Linked DNA regions of Capra hircus: region 2 is linked to region 1. A link is a contact called in public Hi-C data. All regions are on one chromosome and are shown on one strand. Each heading gives the region's core, a stretch centred on a gene start, on an enhancer-like site or on the middle of the called end of the contact. The rest is flanking DNA. Distances are from core to core; before and after follow the strand shown. Region 1 overlaps DNAJB2 (dnaJ homolog subfamily B member 2). Region 2 holds the start of FAM134A (protein FAM134A).

What was found. Hi-C and Micro-C count contacts between places; a contact is called where the count stands out from the background.
Region 2: a contact with region 1 is called in a Hi-C map of blood, with 2.7 times the contacts expected there. The contact joins the promoter of FAM134A here to the enhancer-like site in region 1. A contact is called at or near these places in 3 of 5 Hi-C or Micro-C datasets (blood and liver).

Annotation. Positions count from the first base shown.
Region 1 is chr2:28,576,234-28,581,434 of ARS1.2, forward strand. It overlaps DNAJB2 (dnaJ homolog subfamily B member 2), which reads right to left. Exons shown (of 7, transcript XM_018059009.1): 5 at 4,919-5,021; 6 at 4,659-4,729; 7 at 1,572-3,813. The coding sequence ends at 3,455. Among named protein-coding and RNA genes, the nearest start is that of DNAJB2, 6.5 kb to the right of the region's middle. Within about 2 kb of position 2,243, at least 5 of the 5 cell types and tissues checked have an H3K27ac peak or open chromatin away from gene starts, as enhancers often do.
Region 2 is chr2:28,681,244-28,686,947 of ARS1.2, forward strand. It overlaps FAM134A (protein FAM134A), which reads right to left and starts at 1,951. Exons shown (of 9, transcript XM_018059231.1): 1 at 1,557-1,951; 2 at 1,161-1,267; 3 at 347-377. It overlaps CNPPD1 (protein CNPPD1), which reads left to right and starts at 2,790. Exons shown (of 9, transcript XM_018059248.1): 1 at 2,790-3,059; 2 at 3,311-3,398; 3 at 3,860-3,968; 4 at 4,515-4,596; 5 at 4,759-4,879; 6 at 4,965-5,093; 7 at 5,667-5,704. The coding sequence starts at 3,330.

The sequences.
Region 1 (5,201 bases), core at 993-3,492:
AATTGGGATTCCAACACAGGCACGCTTAGCCTCTTTGCTGCATCCCCTCTTAGTTCTAGGGCAGCAGCTTCGCACCTTTTGGCCTCAGGAATAATATACATCACGCAGGACGGAGGTTAGGACTAAATGAGGTGATACAGGCCAAGTGCTCACCACAGCTTAAGCAGAATTAGCTAAACTTTGGTAAAGACTCACAGATAGGCCTGTGAGATGTCACAACATTCATTCACCTGGGGGCAAAGGGCACTTTCTCCCCATTCCCCCAGAATGCCCCCACTCTGTGTGGCCTGAGGAGACTCCATCCACATGTTCCTTGGACAACCGTGGTATACATAGAAATGAGGCAAAAAGAGCCTTGAGCCTGGAGCTACTCAGGAATTAATTAGGGCCACCTCACCTTGCCAAGGCTCAGAAAGTGAAAGTGTTGGTCACTCAGTCCTTTCCAGCTCTTTGCGCCCCCATGGACTGTAGCCCACCAGGCTCCTCTGTCCATGGGATTTTCCAGGCAAGAATACTGGAGTGGGTTGCCATTTCCTTCTCCAGGGGATCTTCCTGACCCAGGGATCAAACCCGTGTCTCCTGCATTTCAGGCAAGATTCTTTACCATCTGAGTCTCCAGGGAAGCCCAAGGCTCAGGCCCCCACATCAAAGATGGGCAAGTACCACCTGTCCTGCTCAGAGAATGAAGGGACAGTGTGTGGACCTGTGGCCCTCCACCCCTCATCTGTGCTCTGCTGCAGCTCAACACCACTGTTGGTCATCGTAAAGGCGGGAAGTGGGCAGAAACTTCCAACAGATTCTCTCTCTCTCTCTCTCAAGACGGAGGCTTGAAATTCCTTTCAGGGCATGCTGCTTCCTTGTTTTGAGGAAAATACAATATAGGTCCTTTGGCTATTGAGGATGAAGCCCAGTGCTTACCCCCGAATGGAAGAGAGAGTTGGAGGCGAACCACACTGCCCTGCAAGATGATGGAAAAGTGCTTGTCCCGTGGCTGGGAGGGCCTCTCTGCAGGTGTCTGAAGAGACAGGATGGGAGAGGTACCTAGTTTTCACCTCCCTGGACCCTGGACCCTGCGTGGGGCAGACTTATGCTACTCCATGTGAGAGAGGCAGGCTTCTGACCCTGGGTGCTAGCCATAAGCTAAGAGGACCTGTGGAGGTGGTGCTTAGTCTCTGGGCCTCAGGAGGAGGTTTTTAGAGGTGTTTCACCACGTTTCTGGCTTTCTGTTGGCCTCAGGTTTCAGTCCAGTCAGCTCTGGTCCTAGCTGTGCTTGCAGACCCTGCAGTAGTTGGGTGGTGGGGTCCTGCATTTGGAGAACAATAGCTGCCTGTGAAAGCCCAGTGCGGGGTGGTGGGGGGGCCCGGGGGGGGCCCCAGAGGTGAGGCATGTGAGCACAGCCTGGGATTCCACACCATATTAGGGGAGGGCCGCCTGGTCAAAGAGGGGACTTCTGCTGTCAGCTGGGAAGGCTTGCGACCTCTGGATGCCTGAGAAATAAAGGGAGGTGTGTCACCCGCTGGCCCCACAGGGTTGGCTGGCGGGAAGGAAGCACACAGGACACAGCACACCACTAAGCTCTCGAAACTCAGCTTTATTGACTTCCAGTGTTTCCCTCTTGGTCTGAGCTCAGCCCAGCTGGCTTTGATAGGTCACTGAGACTCAATGGCACAGGGGCTGGCAACACTCCAGCTCCACCACTTCCCTCCCCGGCCACCGGGCTCCCCAGGGAGGGAGGAGGAGAGGCAGTTTCTGTGGTGTTGGAGAGAAAGAATGGGCAGCAGGGTCAGAGGCCAAAGGAGCCATACAAGCAGCGGCATGCCCGGAGCACCCATCACACGCTGATTCCAGCCACACACACACACACTCAACACACCCCAGAGCGCTAGGGTGGCCTTCCACCTTCCAAGCTCTCACCAGCCCATGCCCATCAGCCCTCTTGAGACCACGCCCTGCTCAGCCAATCCGCCCTGGCTCATTCTCAGACCCCAGGACTGCCCACAGGAAAATAACCTCTCCCAGATGCCTCGGGGCCTTGATTTGTACACTCTAACCCCAGCGCTAGCAAGAGGTATCAGGGGAAACGAAGCTCACATTCCCCCTTCATCCACATTCTTGCCACCCCTGCCAGGGACAAATCAAATGACAAGATGTCCCCATCTCACGACGAGTTAACAGGCCGACCAGAGCTGGAACTACATATCCCAAGATGCACAGCTCCGTTAACTGCGCACCACTTCCTCCAAGCATGATCTAACAGAAAGGAGGCGAGGTGCGTTGCATTCTGGGACTTGTAGTCCCCAGGAAACAGCACCAAACACCCTGGGAAGCATTTACAGGCTAAGCCTACCTCCCACCCGGCCCCCGCCCACCACCCAGGCCCAGCTCTATGCTCAGCACGGGTGAGCGAGAGGGATGGAGGGTCCCTCCCAGTGCACAGGGTTGGGCGCTGTCCTGTTGGAACTGTGCAGCAACTCTGGGTCCCGGACATCCAGCTCAGAACACATCTGGGGAGAGAGCGGGGGTGGGGTGACAGGAGAGAGGATCAGCCGCAAGCCGTGGAGGGCAGAGCTAAGCATGCAGCCCTGGGCTAGCCCTGTGGCCTCTCCCTGAGCCCTGATGCATGGTGCGGGAGGATGGGATGCGGTCCCTCCTAGACCTCCCTCCTGGGGCACCCTGGCCCTATCCCCCCTCTCCAGGGTTAGCCGGCCTCACCTCTGGCTAGTCCGGAGGCTGGGGGCAGGCTGAGGCAGCAAGAGGAAGGGAGGAGGAGTAGGCTCCGGTTCTGAATCTGGACGGGCCGAGAGGCTCCCGCCCCACCCAGCTAGCCTCCCCGGAAGACCTTATGGCCCTACGGGCCACAGCATCTTCCTCGCCACAAAGAGGCTTTCTGGGGAAAAGGAAGAAGGGAGTCCCAGCCAGGCAGGAGGCAGTGAAAGCAAGCGATGTAGCCCGCGGGGAATTGCAGAGAGAAGAGTGCGAGGGAGGAGAAGCAGCACCAGGAGGGAAGCAACAGAGACATCAGAGCTCAACACTGCGCACGGAAACCGGGGTGGGGGTGTCTGCAGCCGACCAGGAGAGCTGTGGCTGCCCACTCTGGCTCAGAGAACCTCAGGCCAAGTCCTCCTTCCTTGACATCATTCAGCAACACAGGTGGCAGAAGGCCTGGGCATGAAAGGCCCAACCCAAGCCACTAATGCCCCTTAGAAACTCCCCGTCTAATAAGAATTAAGTTCATCCTGGCTCCTCAGGCCCTCCCGCTGCCCTGAGGTCCCCCCACGCTGGACTTCACCAGGGACCCATCAGCCGTGGGCTGAGCACAGCAAATCCACACTGGAGGGAGGGGTGGACCTGGGGAGGGAGCGCCGAGGTGGAGAGGGGCTCCTGCAACTCAGGCCATGCCCTTCTCTGACCAGGACTCCCAGTCCCCCCGAATCGGGTGGGCTGGGCCTGGTGATCAGAGGATGAGGCAGCGAGTGGCCTTCTCCTCCGGAGAGGGGCTGGGCTTGGCTGTGTCACCCCTTGCACCCTCATGGGGCTCCCGCACGCCTGGATCGTGGTTCTGGGTCTTGGGCTGCCCCTGCCGTCGTCGCTGTGCCCCCCGCCCACCTGCCGGTTTCTTCCCAGATGCCTCCATCTCTGACAGGCTGTAGGCCATGGCAAGCTGCAGGTCCTCATCCTCCTCAGAGAGGCTGCCATCGAGGGGTCGTGACACAGGGGTCTGCCGGACCTGCGTGGCCCCTGACCTGGAGGTGACAGACTGCTGCTGCTCACGACGGCTCAGCTCCAAGCCCAGGGCCAGGTCGTCTGGGATACCTGCAGGAGTCACGGCCACCATGAGGCCCTTTGATCCAGGCCTCGGGAAGCCTGCCAGGTGGCCTCATGCACTCTAGCCACTCTCAGCCCCTCCTTTGGAAGTGGGGGTGCATGCATTTTGAAACCTACATGGTTATGAGCATGGCCAGTTATTCAGCTTCAGCAAGTACAAGCTGTCTCTTTGGACAAATTACTCAATCTCCCTAAGCCTCCCTTTCCTCATCCATAAAATGGGAATGACAAGAGTGCCTACACTGTCAAATGGTTCCAGTGATTAAATAAGACAGCTTACGAAGTGTCCTTATTAGCACACAGAGCTCCCAGGGTCAGCGGGCACCAAAGGGTGACCATCCTGTACCGCGTGGCATTGTGGGAAGAAGAGGTCAGCCCCAGGAACCCTGCATCCTGTAGTATCATTCCTGGCTTCACCCTTCACTAAGTAGGTCAAAGCCCTGGGCGTGGGGCTACCCAGGAGTTAGGACCGTTTAGCTATGCTCAGGGTCCGTCCCTGCAAATCAAATGTAGGGCGAGTGCAAACTGCCCTGCTTTCCCCTGGTTCTTGTAAGAATACTGGGGATATGGTGGTGTGTGTGCAAGGGCTTTGAAACTAGTCACGTGCTCTGCAAACTCCAGGCATCCCAACTCATGACAATGGTGGCTAGCGGGCCCTCTGAGAACCCATGATTCTGTGTCCCGGCACCCCCACCCCTTCCCCCAGATCACCATCTCTGATCCTGCCAGTCTGGCCTCCCTGGCCCAGGGGAGTTCAGAGAGGAGTAGGTTGGGGAGGGGGCTCTGGGGCCCCGGGCTTCCTGCTAGGGATTGGTGGCTGGGCCCTTCCTCACCGTTGATCGTGACGGACTTCAGCTGCCCATCCTCCTCCACTTCTACCCGTTCCTGCCCATTCTCCATAATCCTGTGGGAGACAGCATCGTTCACTGGGCAGGCCGGCCTGAATCCTGCGGGAGTCTGTCCGGGTTCCGTGCTGCACTGGACAAGACATACTGGGCTCTGCCCTCAGGGAGCTGCCTCTCGAGTCGTCTGCAGGCCCCCCCACTGCCACTTCACCCTGCAGCCCTGGCATGGTCCCAGAAGAAGCCCTCACCTGCGTGTGGTGATGCGGCGTCCTTGGACAAAGGTGGTGGATGTAGAGACGGAGCGAAAAGCACCAGCCCCAGGACTGAAGGAGAAAGACGAGGAGGAGAAATCTGGCATCGGGATAAGGGGGGTGGGGGAGGAGGGGGCATTAGACAGAGGCTGCACCCGGCAGGCAGGCTGTGCTCACAAAGGGCCGGGAACCTCTGTGAGGCAGGGCTCTGGAGACATGAGAGAGAAGGCGTGGGAGAACAACGAGCTGAGGTGAGGGGCTCCAGGACTCCAAACGTTTG
Region 2 (5,704 bases), core at 701-3,200, 100 kb after region 1:
ATGACCCCTGGAGGCCTCAGACACCAGCTTCCTAGGCACTCAAATCCCTCTGAGAATGCCCATGAGCTCTGTACTCTAAGAAAGTGGACAACCCTGCCTCCCAAAGGGAGGCTGTCTGGGACCTGGGAAATAAAGCCCGGGGCTCCCAACCCTTTGCCCTGAAAACAGCAGGCACACAAACACCTACACAAGAACCCGGGACCAAGCTTGCTACAGTGCATCCACTATGCTGAGGGCTGTGCCTGCAGAAACTCCGTATTGCTCTGCACCGTGGCGGTGACACTGGCACCAAAGCAAGACAGGGTTTGGACATTTGTCTGTTCTTCAAGGGGTGGTCTGCACTCACCTGTCAGAGTGTGGCTCCTCCGGGGATGATGCTATAGAGAGGGAAGGGAGACAAATTACTGAGGGGCAGAGCTCTGGGAAATACTCCCCAAGCCAGAAACAGTTGCCCTTCCTCTGCAGTCCCAAAGTGCTTTCTCCAAATGCCATTTGCAGGAAGTATTACATTGTTATGTTGTTTGTATGTCTCCTTCCTCAGGCTTTACCCTTTTCAACAATAGGAACCCCATCTTATTCACATTCACATGTACATACACCCCAAACAGCTCACAAACCTGGCACCCAGTTCTCTAAACTGTCTATTAAGTAAACATGTGGACAAGAAAACCCTGGTAAGAACTAATATTCCCACCATATGTGAAGTTCTACAATAAGCATATGAAGTGTATTTATAAATTCAAGAATATCCTCCTCCTTATGAAACTGGAGATCGAGTGACTTTTATAAGGTCACGTACAGGGTAAACGGGAAGCAGGCAATGGAACCCAGGCAATGTGGATGTGGAGTCCACAATCTTTACTACTACTACACACAATAAAGACTGAAGTCAGGAGGAGAAGAGGGCGGCAGAGGATGGGATGGTTAGACAGCATCACCACTCAATGGATAAGAATCAGACACGATTTAGCGACTGAACAACCACACAATAACATGAATTTTGAGAAAGGGGAAATTTATTTCCCATCTGGGGAAGAAAGCAGTCATGCTTTGGGAGGCAGGTGGCCTGCGGTACATGTGTCTCACCATTCAACCGAAGCCGGGTGGGTCAGGCACAAAACAAGTGCTCACTGGGGCTTGCTGAATGAAGTCACACTCACCAGAGATGTCAGGGAGGAAGCGAGGCTGCCACAAATCCAGCAGAAAATAGGCCAAAAGTGAGATGCTGAGTAGGAAGAAGGGCCGTAGGGAGGACGAAGACAGCAACCTTCGGGAGAGACAGGCACTCAGCGGTGAGTGGGTGAGAGAGGCTCCTACACCCATCGCGAAAGGCCGAAAAGAGCCCACTGATCGGGGAATGGGAACCTTCAGGCCGAATTCGACACCAGAAGACAGAGGAAAGGGGCAACCCAGGCTGACAACGATCTTTAAACAGCAGGAGGTGGACCAGCCCTCCAGGACAAGCGTCTTCCCCAGAAAGGGGAACGGTACTCCGGGCTCGCCCGCCCCCGCTCTCGCGCGCTGCCCGGCCCCGCCCCCTCCTCCCCGGCCGTTACCAGAAGAGGCCGTTGAGCGCGGCCGCCGTGACTAGGCTGTGCAGCGGCTTCTCCCACACCAGCAGCCGCTGCGCTGCGGCCAACACCGCCTCCCAGCCGCGGAGCCGCAGCCACAGCGTCGTGGCGAGGCGTCCCACCGCCTCGGCCGTGGCCGCCTCCTCCTCCGCCTCGCCGGTGGCCTCACCCATGCCGAGGCCCAGGCCCAGGGTCAGGCCCAGCCCCGGGCCCCCACCAGTGCCGGTGTTGCCGGCGCCACCGCCACTCGCCATAGCCCCGCCGCAGCCGCCGCCCGAGCCCGCGAGGAGCCAGGGCTGCGCGGCCGCCGCCTGGGGCGCGTCAGGCGGAAGGGGGCGCACACCGCGGAGAGGGCCGCCCAGGCCGCGGACGGGCGTCACGTGACGGCGGAGCGACGAGCCCGGCACGTGATGTGCCCTAACCGCCCGGATAGGGTGACCGGCGCCTGCGCGCAGGGGGTTGCCGCTGACCCTGCTCCTACGCAGGTGTGTGTCTTGGCGGCGCTGGGCGGTGTCTCCCTCTTCCTGACAGAGGGGCTGTATCTCCGCTTTTGCCCACTCCAGCCAGTTTTCTTCCCCCTGTGTGGGCAGGGCGGCTAGGGAGGCCGGTCCTGGCCTGGATTCCTGGTGTGAGGCAGCCCGAAGCGGCAGGAAGTCAGCTTTCAGATGCCCCCGTGGGATCTTTCTGCTCTGGTTAGGACGGCGGCCGTCCCTTTACTCAACCCTCGACGCACTGGTCCTCCCAGTTCCCTCTCAGCAAATAAACACCAGCGCGTGACTCGATCGGCTCAAAAACAGAAAAGTTGTTTCCGTCTCAACTTTCTGTAAACTCTCCCTCCTTTCACGCATCGGAACTCCTTCCAATACCTTAAGCGAGCTATTGGGGTCTCGAAGTCTAAAACTCTGTTTAGGTGCTATTTACTCTTGGCGGGGGCGTTAACACCACTTATTGAGGTTTCCAACGTAACAAGCGTGGTGTTATCGTGTTCCCTCAAGAACATTTAATCTCGGCAATAATCCTACAAAATATATAGCCAAAAATCAGTGCCCTTGCTACTTTGTACACAATTCACCAGTTAAAATTTTTGTACTCTTGCTGATTTTATTTTTTAAGTGTATAATGTTCTGTGTGTGCATACATCTCCCCTTTAAAAGAAAACAATTGCGAGCAACTCCCTGTCCCGAGTCTTTATTTACATTTATATCTACACCGGCACGAAAAGGTCAGCCGGGCTCGCTCGTCCTCAAGTGTGCCACGGTCCCCTAGGAATTGTCCCAATTTCTCAGACACGCTGGGGCTCAGCGATATCAGGAATTCTAGCCCAGCTCCTTCCCAGCGGTCGAAGCCGGCGGCTCGGCCCAACTGGCCGCAGGAAGTGCCCGGCGCTGACTTAGCCCGCGACGCCCCCGCGGCTTGTAAACACCGGGCAGACGCGCGGCGCGGCAAAGGCACAGCACGCGCCTCGAAGCCAGGACTCCTCTCTACTCGGTGAGGTGGGCGCCCGGGCCCTGGAGCTCCACGCCCCGAGTCGGGAGCCCAGAACCCGGAGCCGGGAGCCCCGCCCGGAGCGGAACAGGAAGAGGCTCTGCTGCCCGGCCCCGCCTGCCGCGGCTGGCGCGAGGGGAGGGGGCTGCACCGGCAAGGGCGGCGGCCCGCGGGAGGGAGCCCGGCGGACAGGTGGGCAGGCGGGCAGGGACGGCTCCGCGGCCCCTTTAGAACTCGTTCCCTTCCCTTCGTAGGACAGTGGCTGGCGGCGCGATGGACCTGGCCGGGCTCCTGCTGGACGAAGAAGGCACCTTCTCCCTTACCGGCTTCCAGGACTTCACGGTGAGCTCGCGGCCCGCCGCCTCCCTAGCCTCCCAGCGCTTGGAGCCGCGACCGCGGGCACTCCCTCCGCGCCCCTCACCGGAGCCCGAGCGGGGCTGCGAGCTCGCCTGATGGCTCTGCTGGGAAACTAGGCGGTAGTCGCTCGACCCGTGCCTACTCGAGGCCCTGGCTCCTTGGGCCCATGGGGAGAGCCGCGGGGTACAGGAATGGGGTAGGAGGTAACCAGCCCGGCCCCTTCTTGGAGAACTTCTCCTCCAGAGCCCTCGGTGAGGAGGACTCCACCCCCTGTGGACAGAGAGCCACTAGCAAACAATCCAGAGAATGCGGGGCTGGGTGGGGCACGGGCCCCACTAGCCCTGAGGCAGGCCTGCCGCCCCGTAGCCCCCTTCCAGCCAGGAGCCAGGATCTTCAGCATACCCTTCCTGCCCTTCACCCTCCACCCACCTCCTGCCCTGTTTCAGTTCCTCCCAGGACACCAGAAGCTGAGTGCCCGGATCCGAAGAAGACTCTACTATGGCTGGGACTGGGAAACCGACTGTACCCTGGAGGAGCTCTCCAGCCCCGTGGCAGGTTAGACAGTGTTGTACGACCGGACTAGTGAGAAGCCTGAAAGTGGGGTTGTCAGCTGTCATCAAAGTGACTCTAGGTGTAGCCTGTGAACTACACTGCCTCTTGGTAGCTAGTATGTTTGACAGGTGTAAGAACTAGGTTTGTATTTCATTTTTTCCTTAAATCCAGATGAGTAGGAAATATTGCTGCCTTACAAATTTGTATTATTCTTGATCTATATACTAGAAACTTTTAATTTTCCAAGCATATCTATCGTATATTTCCCCCATCAACAAGACATGTTTATCTTCTCAAATGAGCTAGAGTGAAGGTCGCTTCTAGGTAATTGCAGGTGACAGGGAAATATGCCTTCCTGCTGGAAGGAGCTGGAATTCAAATTTGGAATAAGCCTTTTGTTTCAGCGTGGGAGAATAGGATCTCTGCTTTGTTACTGTGGTCCTGTCTCCAAGACCTCAGATAATGTAGATCTGGGTCTTCTGCTGATAGCAGTGGGCCCAGCTGTGGGGGAGTTGTTTGCTCACTCTTGTTATCCTTCTGCCTCTGCAGATATTGCTGTGGAACTCCTGCAGAAGGCAGCCCCCAGTCCTATTCGCCGGCTCCAGAAGAAATATGTAGCCCACGTGTCCCGGTGAGTTCACAATTGAGAGATACAGAGTGAGAGTGTTTGGGCTCTAAAGAGAGGGGAACAGTTATCTCTAAAGAGAACTAGTAAAGATACAGGGATGAGCATCATAAGTTACAAGAACCGAAAGATCCTTGCGTTTAATTCCTAATGCTTTCTGATACCCAGAGAGGCTTGCATCTCTCCGTGTGCTATGATGCTGGCTCTGGTATACATTGAGCGGCTCCGGCATAGAAACCCGGACTACCTACAGCATGTGTCATCCTCTGACTTGTTCCTGATCTCCATGGTAAGATGCCCCCTTCCCTTCATCTCCCTGGTAAGCCCGGAGCCAGGTGTGAGCTCTCCTGATACCACCTCTGGTTCCTCTGCAGATGGTGGCCAGTAAGTACCTCTATGATGAAGGGGAGGAGGAAGAGGTCTTCAATGATGAATGGGGAGCTGCTGGGGGTGTGGCCGTGCCCACTCTCAATGCCCTGGAGAGGGGCTTCCTGAGTGCCATGGTGAATAGCTCTTCTCTCTCTTGCTCTGTTTTCCTGACCTGTTTTTATGTTCTTTTCATCCTTTGTTTTTTTATCTCCCAGCTTCCTATGGTCTCTTCATTTATCTTTCTGTTTGTCCTCTTTATGTCTTCCCTTATTAGCATCTTGCCCTCTAGCTTTTCTGGAATAAGCGCAGTCTTTGGAGGTTCCTGGCATGGTGAAGTCAGAAGTGGAGACCTCCCATTGTCAGTCTTCCAGGTCCCACAGAGTACACTCTGAGCCAGAGTTTATCTTACTGGGCTCTGGGTATTTTCTTCCAGACTTTGCCTTCCCCTAGATTCTGGGCTTCCTATGGGCATGAACCATTCCCAGGATTATTTTTTGCCCCTTGTTTTTAATGGAGGGTGCAATGTGAAACCAGATATGTGGTGATTAAATAAGTTAATACATAAAAGTTTTTGGAACAGTATCTGGCACATGGTAAGAGCCAAGTGTTACCTGTAGTGGAGGTTGTAGTTGCTGCTGTGGGTCTGGTTATTAATTGACTGTGGCTCATGTCCAAGTCTGGTTGGATGCTCTTCCCTTTATCCACAGGATTGGCGGCTCTACACTGATCCTCGGGAAATCTTTGA